Linked DNA regions of Columba livia: region 1 is linked to region 2. The links are chromatin contacts, called in public Hi-C maps. All regions are on one chromosome and are shown on one strand. Each heading gives the region's core, a stretch centred on a gene start, on an enhancer-like site or on the middle of the called end of the contact. The rest is flanking DNA. Distances are from core to core; before and after follow the strand shown.

What was found. Hi-C and Micro-C count contacts between places; a contact is called where the count stands out from the background.
Region 1: a Hi-C map of liver shows a contact between it and region 2, with 1.9 times the contacts expected there. The contact joins two enhancer-like sites. A contact is called at or near these places in 2 of 2 Hi-C or Micro-C datasets (crop and liver).

The regions. Positions count from the first base shown.
Region 1 is chr1:66,106,190-66,109,517 of bColLiv1.pat.W.v2, reverse strand. All of the region lies in intron 2 of ST6GAL2 (ST6 beta-galactoside alpha-2,6-sialyltransferase 2), which reads right to left. Among named protein-coding and RNA genes, the nearest start is that of ST6GAL2, 150 kb to the right of the region's middle. Within about 2 kb of position 1,922, at least 2 of the 3 cell types and tissues checked have an H3K27ac peak away from gene starts, as active enhancers do.
Region 2 is chr1:65,776,567-65,779,971 of bColLiv1.pat.W.v2, reverse strand. No RefSeq gene overlaps it. Among named protein-coding and RNA genes, the nearest start is that of SLC5A7, 34 kb to the right of the region's middle. Within about 2 kb of position 1,566, at least 2 of the 3 cell types and tissues checked have an H3K27ac peak away from gene starts, as active enhancers do.

The sequences.
Region 1 (3,328 bases), core at 673-3,172, 330 kb before region 2:
GAGGATTCAGAAGCAGAAACAAACTCCAGAGCCTGCAGACACTGTAGGAGTGACACGCTTTGGCTGTAACCACACAGTGACAGCTGCTAGCTACAAAAGAAGCTGGTGGCCAGTTTCTACAGTAACACTGGATCCTGCCTTCAGGGAGATCATGTGCCTGCCTGCTTCTGCTATACTGAGCGTAGCAGTAAGAGAACAAAAGCAAAACCCACGCCTGGCTGTATGCACAGTGGGGACAACATCAGCTGTCTTCTGCTGTGGAAAGTCCTCATGCAGCGGGACTGCGAGCAAGCCTGTCCACAAAGGGATCAGGCAGGGAGCACAACTCTCAGCTGGCCAGCCCTCCTCTGCCCATGGCCCTGAAAGGATGGTGGTCTGTGGGTACCATCAAGGAGTAGCTGGGGAGAGCATCACATGGCAGGTTGGAGGGGAGACTTTTCCCCAGCTGGCATGAACTGGTACAGCAACAGTGGGCCACATCATTTGCTGGGGAGCACAGCCCAGGATCAGACCCGAATAAGAGAGTGGCTGTTGTACCTCTGCTATGAATGCTGCACAGACACTGAGGTGGCACAGAGTTCTGCATGTCAAGGCATGAGGAGTATGCATTTTCCAAAAAGGGGAACGGCTGGCACAATTAACTAAATACATGCCTTTGGGATAATGATGGAGATTTACATAAAGGGGAAGCAGGGGGAGATGTCAGACCTAGACTTGGAAATCTGTGCTCTACTAATACCCGGGAATTTTGGACAGCTTATGCATTAGTGGGGAGATATATGGTCCAGCTTGAACTGAAGTCTGACTGAGGGGGCTGTGTTCCAAGGAAAATACACTAACACATTGCTGGACCACCACGCATGCTATGTCCTTATATGAACTCACTTGCTTAATCAAGTGGTGTGGGTATCAGCGGCAAAGCTGGCTGAAGAAAGTCCGGCCCTACCTGATCACAAGCCTTATCATTCACCTTTCTGAACAATGGCTATCATCAGCCTTAGGTGCTACAATGAAGTGTAGCTCAGTATACTACTTAGTGATCTATCACTTACCCGATCTTGACTGAAAATAAGCCCTTTCTTTTGTATTGTTGTTTCTAACTCCATTTGTTTCAATTGCTACTTAATGGTGGGACGTAAGAGCCACATGTACCAGGCAGCTGTGATCATAAAAGGGGAACAGGAGCAGGGGCAGGTTTAATTTCATTAACAGCCTGTGTCTCAGGAGCCACCATCTCATCACACTGTGTCCAAACAGCACTCACAGCTCTATACACCTCTGGTAACACCCTGCCTGCTTATACTTGACCATCAGGAGGGACCAAAACCACACTCACCATACTCTATCACCTTTCTGCAAGCTGATAAACTACATCAAAGTTGAGCGCAAACTTTGGATTGAACCTGTAACTAAGGCTGTGTTTTCACATCGAAAAGAAACTGGCACTTACACTGGCATAAAGTGTTTTTTGCTCTGTCCCTCATCCCTGCACCGTGCCCCTGCCACTGCCAACACCCCTGTCTACACAGCTGGATCAGTAAAATGATACAACAGGGGATTAGGGGAAGTCTATGTCAGAGGGTTTTTTTTGTTTTGGTTTATTTTTTTTTTAAACTGGATCAGTCCTCTTATCCACTTCAGTGTGGTCACACATCCAGTTGTTTCAGCACAAACGAGGAGATTGCCTACCACAATGCAGAGGCGTGAACAAACCGCAGGTGGTATTAGCAGGGATACTTCAGGCTAGGATTTCTGCTAACCTCCTGGGAATGTGAGGCCACAGCATTACATTTCCAAACACAGTCTATTTTAACGACCAAGACAAATCCCAGAACATTAAAAAAAGCAAGCCAACTTTGGGACTCAAAGCAGTGTCCAAACAGAGAATAATCTCACACTTGGATGACCAAATTTCATTGCAAACACATTCATTTCGAGTACACTGAAAAAAAAAATCCAGGAGTGCGATAACCCTGTGCTCCACACACGTATGCCTTGGTTCACATAAACCACATGGAAAAAAGCTATTACTCCCACTGACCCATTTCCTACTTGCTCTCTGCTGCTCTTACTGCAAGATTACTCTCTGCAGAACCTCGACACTCCCCCCTACCCCATCCAATTTTAAATCACTACAGTCAATGTCCTGTGGGAGTCGACTTACAGTATATGGCTGTTGTGCAACTTAGGTCTGCCCTGAAGTTATTGCAACCTGCCCACTCATCAGTGTTCAGATGGTTTGCATTTTTAAATCAGCATTCTTCACTCGTCTGAACTGCTTTCATCCCTTTTTATCATTTTCCCTGCTGTGTTTCCCCAGCACTTTTCAACACGTGGCTTCCAAAACACTGTGTAAGTTAGTCTTTGCTCAGTCAGATGTTTCTCCTGCTGAATATACATTTCTTACAGGATCTGCAAAGGAAGCATCTTGCAGAATCTTTTAAACAGACAAGCTTGCAGGAAGTCGAAGATACAAAGGAAGAGGTCACCAATATTTTTCGCAGTCACATAACAAGTCCAAACACAATTTAAACACAAACCATAGCAAAATCGCATGATTTCGTATTTTTTTTCCCAGTTTTGTTGTCTTATAACCAGAAGTTGGTAAGAAAGAAAAGGTTTAGTCTTAATTCACGTGTGAGACGATGAAAGTTTCTAATTGTCTGTGATTGCATGTGTTTGGTGCAGCAGACTGCCTCAGCATGAAGAATTAGTGTGGACTCCTAAATTTGGTATTCAGGTTACAATCTGAAAAAGGAATGAGTTGCATTATCAATTATTTTTAAAACAAAGCAAATTATTTTTTTTCCCATAACACTTATAAGGTCATAAAAGCAACATTTTTATTGGTCAGCATGGACATGTGAGCATGCACATGATTAGAGTTTTCATGTAGCAAAAAATTAGCTGTGAAAAAAAAATCAGCATACAGCAATCTATTTGTCAACACTGCAAGCAAAAGGAAAGCCACCAGTGAGAATAAATCTGTAAAGTTTACACATTAACTACTGCAGAAGCTTATCTACAATCCCTTGTTGCAAGTGGGGCCTCAAAAAGGATACTCAAATCTCTTGAAGACGGGAGCTATGCAGGCAAATCTCTGTGCTGCTTTCATGTTTTTTGCTCACAAGAAAAGCCTTGTCCTCCAGCAGTACAGCTGAGCTGGAAGCAAATTCAAGGTCATTACTGTATTAGTTGCAAGAGGACCCCTAGAACCTCACAGGATCTTGAAGGCTGTGCCTGGAAAGCTGCAGTAAGTCCGGAGAAATATCAGTTTATCTTATCTCCCGCTGCACTAAACATCCAGTCCTCTCCCCCTCAGTCCCTG
Region 2 (3,405 bases), core at 317-2,816:
CTTGTATCAACATTCCAAATGGTCTGCTTTGACAACACAGTGAATGAGACAGGTATGATTTAATTACCAGATAATGTCAATGCTGTGTATGTGTTGGCACTAGGACAACCCAAAAATTTGGGAACATTATTTACCAAAATCAGGAGGTGGATGGGGAAATTCCAGGAAATGGCGCCAGAGTATAGACCTGGATCCTTTCAGATAAAAACTGAGCAGCCCTCACAAACTCTGTGTGTAAATGTCTATATAGCTGGGTGAGTCTAGCTCTCCCTTAGGAGATTTAGGCTGGTCAGGCTCTGAAGCAAAGGATACAGCTGTTCTGGTGTTAAGGAGATCACTAAATCCCTCTCCCCAAAACATCCCAACCTGATTTCCTTCCCCAAGGAGCAAACAATGAAAGGCAGGAAGCATTGGGCCAAGCCTGTGGGAAGAATGTGCTGGAACCTGGCCCTTCACCATTTGGATTTCAGACAATTTAGCCTGGATCTGCTTTCCATGCCATGGGTACCCAGCCTTACAATTAATTTCTCCATATAATATCCACATGCGTTCTAGCAACTGTTTGTAACTTGGAGGGGGTTTAAGTATAGACAGCATGGAATAGTTGCATATACTGGATTCAGTTGTCTGTTCAAAAAATCTGTTTAGATCTTTTGATCACAGCTTCAGAGCTGTTCTTTCCTCCATTTTTTTAACCCAATCACTTTTCAGTCATAAACTTTACTTTTTTCCTGTTTGCTCAGACCTTAGTCTAGATTTTCTACTACTAAAATCTTGACAGGACAATTATATAGATACCAAAAATAGGGAATTTTATTTGAATACATCGTCATCTACCTACCAGTTGGTCGCATAGAAGTGCTTGAGCAGCAGTGTTTAGTAGCAAAATCGTAAGCCTCTGGTTCTGTAATTATTTCATATTAATACTTTACATATAGTTCAGACAGACCCACAAACATCTCCACCTGTTTGCTTGTAGCATATGGGTCCTGCTGAGTTCAGTGACAAACAGTGGGAGCAGACAGTGATCCCACTTCTCTCCCCAGATTCAGGACCTGGAGTTTTTTGCAAGATGTTTGCATTTCTGGATGGTTTTCGCCTCTACCCCAGACAAAGCACTGAGTGACACCAGAGGGTATGATTTTCCTAGGCCGTGGCAGGGATGGCACCAGCTGATCAGCTGGGGTGCTTCCATACTTTGCCATTGCTTTTCTTTGTTATATACTTTGAAATACAGTAATTTCTTCTCAGGTCTCAAGGCTGCTCTTCTCCAACAGCCAGTATCTGTCCTTCATGGAGTTGTTTATATCTGTGCAGCCTCTGTTTACAACCTGTGCCCCAACTTTCAAGTCCTTCACTGTTATCCCACATCGGACCCGGGGATGCCTGGTGCCAGACTCCAGTTCAGACAGCAAACTCTCACAGCAGAGTTAGCAAAAAGCCTGTGGCCGCTCTTACTGGGCTTGCAATTTCTCATAAATGCATATAAGGAGCAAGAAGTATTTCCTGTCATGGTAATGTAGTTATTACATACCTTCCCAGTCGCAGTGAGGAAGGGATCCACAAGCTCTGCCCTTTGCAAACTCTGTATTCATTACACATGCTGCTGATGTGCAGCGACTTTTTTCCCCAGTGGGAAAAGAGGGGGGAAAAGGTAGAAAATTCCCTTCCCCACCTTCAGAAGTACAAAACAATTTCAGCCCCAGCAAATTGCAGTACGCTGGCAGGGATCTACCTCTGAAATTTCTCTCTCTGTGCCTCCATCTGGAATAGGTCCCAACTGTAACCACCTAGGTGTCTGTTGTGGTTTGCAGAAATGCAGGGTAATATCTGGATTTCATAAGCTGCTGCTTCTGGATTCCTTCAAATTAAGGACAACTGTGATTTCTGTGAAATGTTGGTGCAGAAATAAAAAGGCTCTAAGACTTAGAGGTGAAATTTGTCACAGCTGTGAATGTATACACAGCCAAGTGTTAAAACCTTGAAAAAGAGATTAAATGTGTAAATGAGAGGCATTTCAAAGGGACAGCAACAGAAGTCTGCACAGTAAAAATTAGGAATACTATGTAAAAGATGTTGTTCTGAAAGAAGGAACTTATAGATTCCTGTGAATGGAGCAGTATAAATCATAATTAGTCTTGCTGATGGACTAGCAGTTTTGCCTATTGAAAGTACATTGTTTATAATAACTGGTTTATACTAGGAGTATTATGCCTATGAAACTCAAATGGTCACAGTGGCTCAAACATTAGAAGACAAAGTTTCAGCTGTGTGATGGAGAGCACAAAGTAATGATTTGATTTACAAATAGTGAAATTGTGAAACAGGTTTGTTCTCAGATAGCTGTGACATTCAAAGGGAAGGGTCCTTATTATCTTCAGGGATCTACCAGAGGTTTTGGACTATAGTGTGCCCACTGAAATAGGCAGCTTCTGGCCCTGAATGTTTGAGACAGGTTCGCTAATAGAAACAACATTGTTATACTGACTTCCACAAGCTGAGAATCTGCCTCAGCCTGTATTACATCCTCATGTCACGATGTGAAAAAATACACATCAAAGTCAAACCAAGGTGGTGGAACAGCAATGGGTCTAAACCCAGAGTCATTGCTCAGCAATAGCTGAGACAGGTGCCAACTAAGTGCTCTGCTTCAGTAGGAGACACAGTGTCTCCTTCAAAGACCAAAACCAGCTCTCCCTGTAATCAAGAGAGACATCCACACTGAGTTCAGTGGGAGCTGCATCAGACTCTGGTGACCAGCTCTAAAGATCAAAGACATTTCATCAATTTTCAGCCAGAGAGCAGTTGCTCAACAGGACATAGCTCAGGCCTTAGGAGTAAAAGCATCTACATTTGGTTGGTGAATAATTCTATATAATGTGTATTTTGTGCTATAATATTTATGAATATGTGTGGTAGGAACCTACAAAGTGTGTAGTAATGCAGTACCCAGAAGAATGAGGTAATATCCAGTGCATCTCAAATAAAGTAAGTTGAGAGAAGTTTAAGGAGGTTTAGTGGTAATGTTCTGAAAAATCTGTACAGACTGTTCTTTCAACATGGTAAGAATTATGTATAAGATTTAGGCAATAATTATATTCATTAAATTAATGGATGAAAGTTTATATATTGCAGGAATCTCCTCCTACTCAGCATTCCTATAAATTATAAATAACATTCAATTTAGTGTGACTCCATAGAGAAGACAGTGCCCTTAATCTTCAAGTGGATTTCAAGCTTATGCCTTCATTAATCTGAAGGGAAAGAATTCTTTTTAACGTGCTTTAAATTTTTGCAAGAAAACTAAAACCTACACATTTTAGGTAGAGACTAAAAGTGAGATTTCTTTCCCAGAACCCCTACAATGAAGAAACAGAGATTTTGCATGCTGCTAAGTAACAAAGT